2 separate regions of the Salmo salar genome follow, and region 1 is linked to region 2. The links are chromatin contacts, called in public Hi-C maps. All regions are on one chromosome and are shown on one strand. Each heading gives the region's core, a stretch centred on a gene start, on an enhancer-like site or on the middle of the called end of the contact. The rest is flanking DNA. Distances are from core to core; before and after follow the strand shown. Region 1 holds the start of LOC106569980 (zinc finger protein 665). Region 2 holds the start of LOC106569984 (type-2 ice-structuring protein).

Region 1 (3,892 bases), core at 534-3,033, 150 kb after region 2:
ATCTCTTCAGCACTTCACCAATCAGGCCTTTATGGTAGAGTGGCCAGACGGAAGCCACTCCTCAGTAAAAGGCACATGACAGCCTGCTCGGAGTTTGCCAAAAGGCACCTTAAAGGACTATGACCATGAGAAACAAGACTCTGGTCTGATGAAACCTCTTTGACCTGAATGCCAGCGTCACGTCTGGAGGAAACCTGGCACCATCCCTACGGTGAAGCATGGTGGTGGCAGCCTCATGCTGTGGGGATGTTTTTCAGTGGCAGAGACTGGAAGACTAGTCAGGATCGAGGGAAAGATGAACGGAGCAAAGTACAGAGAGATCCTTGATGCAAACCTTCTCTATAACCCTCAGGAGCTCAGACTGGGGTGAAGGTTCACCTTCCAACAGGATAACAACCCTAAGCACACAACCAAGACAATGCAGGAGTGGCTTCGGGACAAGTCTCTGACTGTTCTTGAATGGCCCAGAAAGAGCCTGGACTTGAACCCGATCGAACATCTCGGGAGAGACCTGAAAATAGCTGCGCAGCAACACTCCCCATCCAACCTGACAAAGCTTGAGAGGATCTGCAGAATGGGAGAAACTCCCCAAATACAGGTGTGCCAAGCTTGCAGCATCATACCCAAGAAGACTCGAGGCTGTAATCACTGCCAATGGTGCTTCAACAAAGCACTGAGTAAAGGGTCTGAATACTTATGTAAATGTGATATTTTAGTTGCTTTTTTTTATACATTTGCAAACATTTCTAAACCTATTTTTGCTTTGTCATTATGGGGTATTGTGTGTAGATTGAGAAAAACAACGTAATCCATTTTAGAATAAGGCTGTAACGTAACAAAATGTGGGAAAAGTCATGGGGTCTGAATACTTTCCGAATGCACTGTATATGGCAATTCAGCCCCTAGCTATAACGAAGTAATCAACTAGATGCAATGAACCAATAAACCATTCTATATTACAGGCCTAAACACTTCACCACATTCTATTGTACATAAAGTATTTTGCAAAATCAGTGGCTTAACCTTTGATAAACTTCTGAGAAATAAATTCACTGTGATATCCATCCATGCCTAACAAGTGGTACTCTTCAATATAGTATTGGGATTTCAGTTAAATATTGATGCATATATCTTTTTTTACAGTCTATGATTTAAACCTTATGCAATGTCGCCCCCTATGGTGCTATATACAACCTCACAACTTGTGGAAAGACGAGTGCGTAAAGAAATAGTTGCAGGCCTAAGTGTAGGTAGATATTCATGTTCAAATATTATTTTGTGCAGATGGTTACCCCGATCTTGTTTGAGATATTGACGCAAGTGACATACATTTATATTGTTTTTGTCTTGTCAAGCATTATTCTTTATGCATACATATTTACAATATTTAAATGGTCCTAAAGCATTTTCAGGTGTTGTTAGTAGCCGCATTATTTGGGTTCTTGTATCAAAGTGGGCTAACTGTACCTGCAAGCCAGACAAGTGGAGTTGGCTGCTATCCCATCGAGCTGACAAACACTATTGCGCGTGCTTTCTATGGTACAATGGCCGCTCCTCTGTAGGTCGATCGTCTATATACTCCCTCTTTCAGAATACATTTCCCTCTCACGAAGGCTTGGTTGCTTGAATAAAAAATGATAGTCTGCTTCTCGAATAAGCTCAAAAGTAAACGGCCTTTCATAAAACGACATAAATGTATTAATACCAACTGCAAATCGACGCTACCAAAATGTTTGTCAAAACAGTCGACGACGACCACCTAGTAAAACGCTACTCGATTGGTTACTTTGGCGCGGAATATTCACCAATCACTTAACGTCTTTGGAGAATTTTCTACTTGCGCTACAAATGAGCAAACAAGTGGCACTGGCTGGCTAGTGTGGTAGCATTTGAAGAGTAGGTACAGTACATTGTAACACTGGTGCTGTTTTATAATAAATCTGCAATATTTAACTTTTTGGGGACCCGACCAAATGCACATAGAAATGTGTCATAGATATGTTATTCTCGTTGAAAGCAAGTCTAAGAAGTGGTATATCTGTTCTGTGTACGTAATTTCTTTGCTTCGCCTTCATTTCGTTTTTGCATCTTTTACTTTCAGTTTTGTACATTAGTTTAGGACAATGCTGACGGCTCAGAGCGGTCTCGTAGGCTGCTTGGTGGTTTAACAGTTTTCATTTTAGTCATTTAGCAGACGCTCTTATCCAGAGCGACTTACAGTAGTGAGTGCATACATTTCATGCATTTTTTTTTTTTGTGTATATATATATATATATATATTTATTTGTACTGGCCCCCCGTGGGAATCAAACCCACAACCCTGGCGTTGCACACACGATGCAGGCGTTGCAAACACCATGCTCTACCAACTGAGCCAATGTTTAAGCCAGCTGGATTTAGGACCGCAAGGACACCACAGAGCGTGCGAACAGAGGCAGCTATTGTCTGTGTGTTATGCTTTTTCTCTGAGTTGTAAAAGTAAGCAGAGCAGAAACAGGCTACTCTTTATTTGACTGATGTAGCTGGCAAGGTAACTGCTTTTTGACTTAATTTTTTTTTAAAGTATTTATTCCCGTGCTGAGCTAGTAGTGCAACTGACGTGTAACGTTAGCTAATGTTTCGTCCCTTCTCGAATTAAGTTCTGTCTGAGGTGAATGAATTAGCTAACTACCACAGCCAGTTCAGCTCTAGCCTCTGGCTATCTGTCGGGTAGCAGTATCTGACATCTGTTGTCTGTATGGAAATGTTTTGTAGCCTTTATTTTGTCCTGTTTCAACAGAAGTAAATTAACTTGGCTTGTTTTCGCCAGTTGATGTACCATTGGAGTTACCAAAAGTTGGCTAGTATTAGATGTTATTTCAGCCACAATCAGTCTGTATAGCAATGTAACTTTATTGGTCTGTCAGTTTCCCTATCTAATTCCCAACTAATTGACACGGTATAAACAGCACTACAGGCTTCACTGTTATGGTGCACAGTCAGTACACAACACTATGCTCATCATGTCTTAAAACCGCTTAAGGATCTGCCCCTTTTTTCAGTTTTTTGCCTAAAATGACATACCCAAATCTAACTGCCTGTAGCTCAGGCCCCGAAGCAAGGACATACATATTATTGGTACCATTTGAAAGGAGACACTTTGATGTTTGTGGAAATGTGAAAGCAATGTAGGAGAATATAACACAATAGATCTGGTAAAAGATAATACAAAGAAAAAACCAACCGTTCTTTGTATTTTTTTTGTACCATCATCTTTGAAATGCAACAGAAAGGCCATAATGAATTATTCTAGCCCAGGTGCAATTTAGATTTTGGCACTAGATGTGCAAAGTTTTAGACTGATCCAATTAACCATTGCATTTCTGTCATTTCTTTTTGTCCAGACTGCCCAAATGTGTCTAATTTGTTTATTAATATCTTTTCATGTACAAAATTGTGCACTCTCCTCAAACAATAGCATGGTATTCTTTCACTGTAATAGCTACTGTAAATTGGACAGTGCAGTTAAATTAACAAGAATTTAAGCTTTCTGCCAATATCAGATATGTCTATGTCCTGGGAAATTTTCTTGTTACATACAACCTCATGTTAATCGCATTAGCCTACGTTAGCTCAACCGTCCCGTGGATGGGACACTGATCCCGAATAAGTTTTTTAACAGGATAAGATGGGGACAGCTGTCCCAGCAGGGTCAGACAGCCAGGAAAGACCAGTCTACGGCGCTCAGCTCAGGTGAATTTTGCAGTATATTATAACAATCAGTGAATGGATACAAAGTTCCATCTTGAGTTGATGGGTAGACTACAGTCAGGGATCTGGGAATAATGGTAATTTCACTTACTGAACCATTGATTCTATTGAATAATATTATGTATAAATTAACACCCAGAGA
Region 2 (3,840 bases), core at 24-2,523:
CACTTTACAGTATTAGGAGTCAGACATAAGGTCACAGCATGCAAATATATTTTTTCACATTAGATGCAAGATTTTATTTAACTAATGACATTCCTTAATAAAGAACTATTGTTCTTCAGAACTTGTGACAGTTCTGTAGTATTATACAATTAGCTATGTTGTCAGATATGTGGGAGGAAGCATATTGAATACAAATTAGAAGCAGTGTCTATTCTATTGAGGAAGGTAATGATGAAAGACAGATATGGAAACCCTGAGAGAACTGTATTTTGAATGCAATACACGTCATGCCTGAGTGAACACTGCATAACCAAACCCATTGGGCACAGATGTCAGTTCAACATCTAGTTTTGATTTACATTTGGTTGAGTTGTGAACTTTCTTGAATTCAACATGAAATCAGCAAAAATGTCACCATGTCTTTGGATTTAGGTTAAAATTCCCTTTGATTACTTTTTCCAAATCCAAATCAGTTTTCTATGTTGATTAAACGTCCTCACATAGATTTTTTTTGTTGTTGAAATGACGTGGATAGAATGTTGATTCAACCAGTATATCCCAAACTTGACCATGTAAATCAGTCATTAGGCTCTCTTTGCCGGAAATTATGCAAATATTGTTTTTGTCAAATGGTGGTCACCTAGATTTGAAGTGTGTTCTTGTCCCAAATGCCATACATTTCAATAGGTTTTGCAAATTCGTAATATATATAGTACGAATTGTAATTCGTAACATATACAAAATGGATGATGGACATCCACAAATTAATACAAAACATACGTAACGTAACATATCATACTAAATGTGGTGTTTGGGATTTACATACAGAATAATACGAAATGCTCTGAGACCAGTTTGATTTCCAATCCCTGTCTGCTTTCATTACTGAAACATTTTAGATCATTTGTATAATTTCCATAAATACATGACTTTTTATAGGAAACACGTCTTTTGTCTTCTTACCAGTGTGCGCTTTTGGACCGCGCACCTCTGCGTCTTCAAAATATTGCCTGTAGTTGTCGATTAGTTTTGAATACATCCCCTCGCATGCTGTTGATCCTATATCAACCATCGCGCCTCTCGCACTGGACCGCTTTGATCCTCGTCAATAAGAAACTGATTCAGCAGCTAGAACTAGACTATTGTGATTCTACCCCAACTCATGTGAAGTGAGGTCAAAATAATTCAGCAAGAGGAGGGTTGACTGTTTTGGAATGTAGCCTTTATACTTGGACGTTGGACAAGAAGAAAAATGACGTTTCTGATTAAACTCTGTGTCTGTTCAACATTGCCAGGGCCTGGGCTAGCCTTTTTGCTCGGGGAGACCACGGAGTGATGAGGCTACTCACTAGGCATAGGCGTCAATTCAATGTCTGCTGCACGTTGATTCAACGTCATTTCATTGAGCTAGTCTTGTTTGCCCAGTGGGTAGGGCCTGTGCCAATTTGTTGGACCAATATTGAACTTTAGCATTGGCATGCATAGGCAGTTTTTGCGACTGTATGTGTCACTTCCCATTCAGAGAATATTTTTTTAACAAAATATAAAAAATGGGTCCATTTAATAACCTTTATTTAACTAGGCAAGTAAGTTAAGAACACATTCTTATTTAAAATGACGGCCTACCCCGGCCAAACCCGGACAATTGTGTGCAGCCCTATGGGACTCCCTATCACGGCCAGATATGATGCAGCCTGGATTCAAACCAGGGTCTGCAATGATGCCTCTAGCACTGAGATGCAGAGGCTTAGACCACTGCGGAAACGTCTGGAAATTATTTTATGGGTTTGGGCTAACTATCTGAATTGAACAACTTGTAATAAGCTAATTTTCTAATTAAAATGCCATTAATTAACTATTTATAAGCAGAATATAGTATTAACATATGCATGTTTCATGTTGTGTTTTTTTTATTACATGTTTTGTGGGGTATTTAATCATTTAGATACAGTGCAATCAATGTAGATTATGTTAGGCCATTAGATTTAATTACTAGCCTTCAAAATGCTTTAAAATGGTTGCATGTAGGCGACTATACAAAAAGCTGATGGATAAATAAAGATATCCCACAGGCCGTTTATCATTTTTTAAAAAGGTACATTCTGGTCTGCTTAACAGCGTGGCTCTCCCATAGGCACCGATGCATTAGCAGCTGGGTCTGGTCTGCTTCATTCATTGTCTTTATATGAACCAGAAAAAATGAAGGAGTGGAATGTCTCACTTCGTCTTCTGTCTCTGCTATACATTTCTGAGGTTATTTTCCTTTGATCAGCCACTAGAGTGCCCCACAAGCCTTTAAAATGCTTTCATGTATAGTGTGTACTGTACAGTAGGCTATAAACATTCTACTGCCAGTACTGCTGCTGAACTTACTGTATGTGAACGGAAAGGTGAGTACAGTTAAGCCGTATTGACTTTTGGATGACTGACTAGTGTGGATATAGGAGTTGCATACAAAAACTACATTGATAAATCATGAATGGGTCATCTGATGATTTTCCACTTAAAACATTCCTGTTTTCATTGTGTTATTAATCCATAACGCAACATGAACTCTAGCGCCTTATTGTGAAATCCAGTGAGTGATATGCTAATGTCATTGTCACTAACAGTTAGGTCATCAAGGGAACACAGTGTTTAACCATGATGATTAAGAGACAGCGCAATACGATTTTCAGAGCAGTGCTGCTCAAATGACCTTCATCAGACTGCTGTGTTTTCCTACTAGTGTGACGTTGGACGGTTACGTTCCGGCACATCCTGTCTCAAGAATCACCGTAGATATTAGCCAACCGACTACAGGGAAGGGTGGTAATAATGAATGTTTAGCTCACATAAAGCATCTCACTGACCCACATCACAACATCCTATCACCTACTAATGACCGGTGGGGATTGATGACATAAATTCCATGTCCTTAGGTTCCCTTCGTGTGCGTGCTGCGCATGCGCACTTTTGTGTGTGCTCGTGTACCTTTAATTCACATTGTGAAGGCTTACTAGGCTCCTTTGTCACATTGAGTCAGACAGTATCAAAAGGGTAACTCCCTTTCCTGTATCTGTTACTGCCTCACTTTCAGTAAATCTTCCCAACCCAGAATGCTCTGTGAAACTCCCTTGGATTCATTCACTATATGGGAGTCAGCCATGTGTCCTCGCTCTCTAATTGATCAAAACAGATATAGGAAGTGGATGACTCCTTTCAAGGGGATGCAAAAACTCCTTACTTTAGGATGTTGAGTAATGCTATTTGTGTTTGGGGGTGGAGAAGGGATTGGGAAATATCAGTGTGTCCTGGCTACTGTTATCAACCATTACAAGCCTGCCAGAATGTGTGTGGTCCTACTACTGCTGCTTTGAAGTAACTGCTACAATGCAGGAGAACTACTGTGACACGTTAAAAAGTAATTACCATTAGGCTACACATTGTTGGGTAGGTTACTTTCTAAATGTAAACCGTTGCAGTTACTAGTTACCTGTCCAAAATTGTAATCAGTAAAGTAACTTTTGGATTATCCAAACTCAGTAATGTAATCTGATTACTTTCAGTTACTTATGGATTACTTTCACCTTAAGCGGCATGAGAAGAGGACAAAAGGGTTCCATCAAAAGCATTTGATGTGTCATCATAGTGGTCTCTCACTTATGGTCAGATTCGCTCAGGTGGAACAAACATAAACTTGCACCTTTTGTCAATTTAAATGTAATGCAAAAAGTAATCTAGCTTTTCAAAAGTATCTGTATTACAATATTTCTTGCTAGTAACTTTTTTGTAATCAGATTACATGTAATCAGTTACTGCCCAACCCTGACTGTTTTCACAACTTTAGGGCCTTGCTAG

Evidence for each region. A called contact is a pair of places that touch in the nucleus more often than the background predicts.
Region 1: a contact with region 2 is called in a Hi-C map of gill, with 4 times the contacts expected there. The contact joins the promoter of LOC106569980 here to the promoter of LOC106569984 in region 2. A contact is called at or near these places in 2 of 3 Hi-C or Micro-C datasets (gill and muscle).

The regions. Positions count from the first base shown.
Region 1 is chrssa14:63,833,084-63,836,975 of Ssal_v3.1, forward strand. It overlaps LOC106569980 (zinc finger protein 665), which reads right to left and starts at 1,784. Exons shown (of 8, transcript XM_045694659.1): 1 at 1,468-1,784.
Region 2 is chrssa14:63,686,870-63,690,709 of Ssal_v3.1, forward strand. It overlaps LOC106569984 (type-2 ice-structuring protein), which reads right to left and starts at 1,274. Exons shown (of 4, transcript XM_014141795.2): 1 at 964-1,274.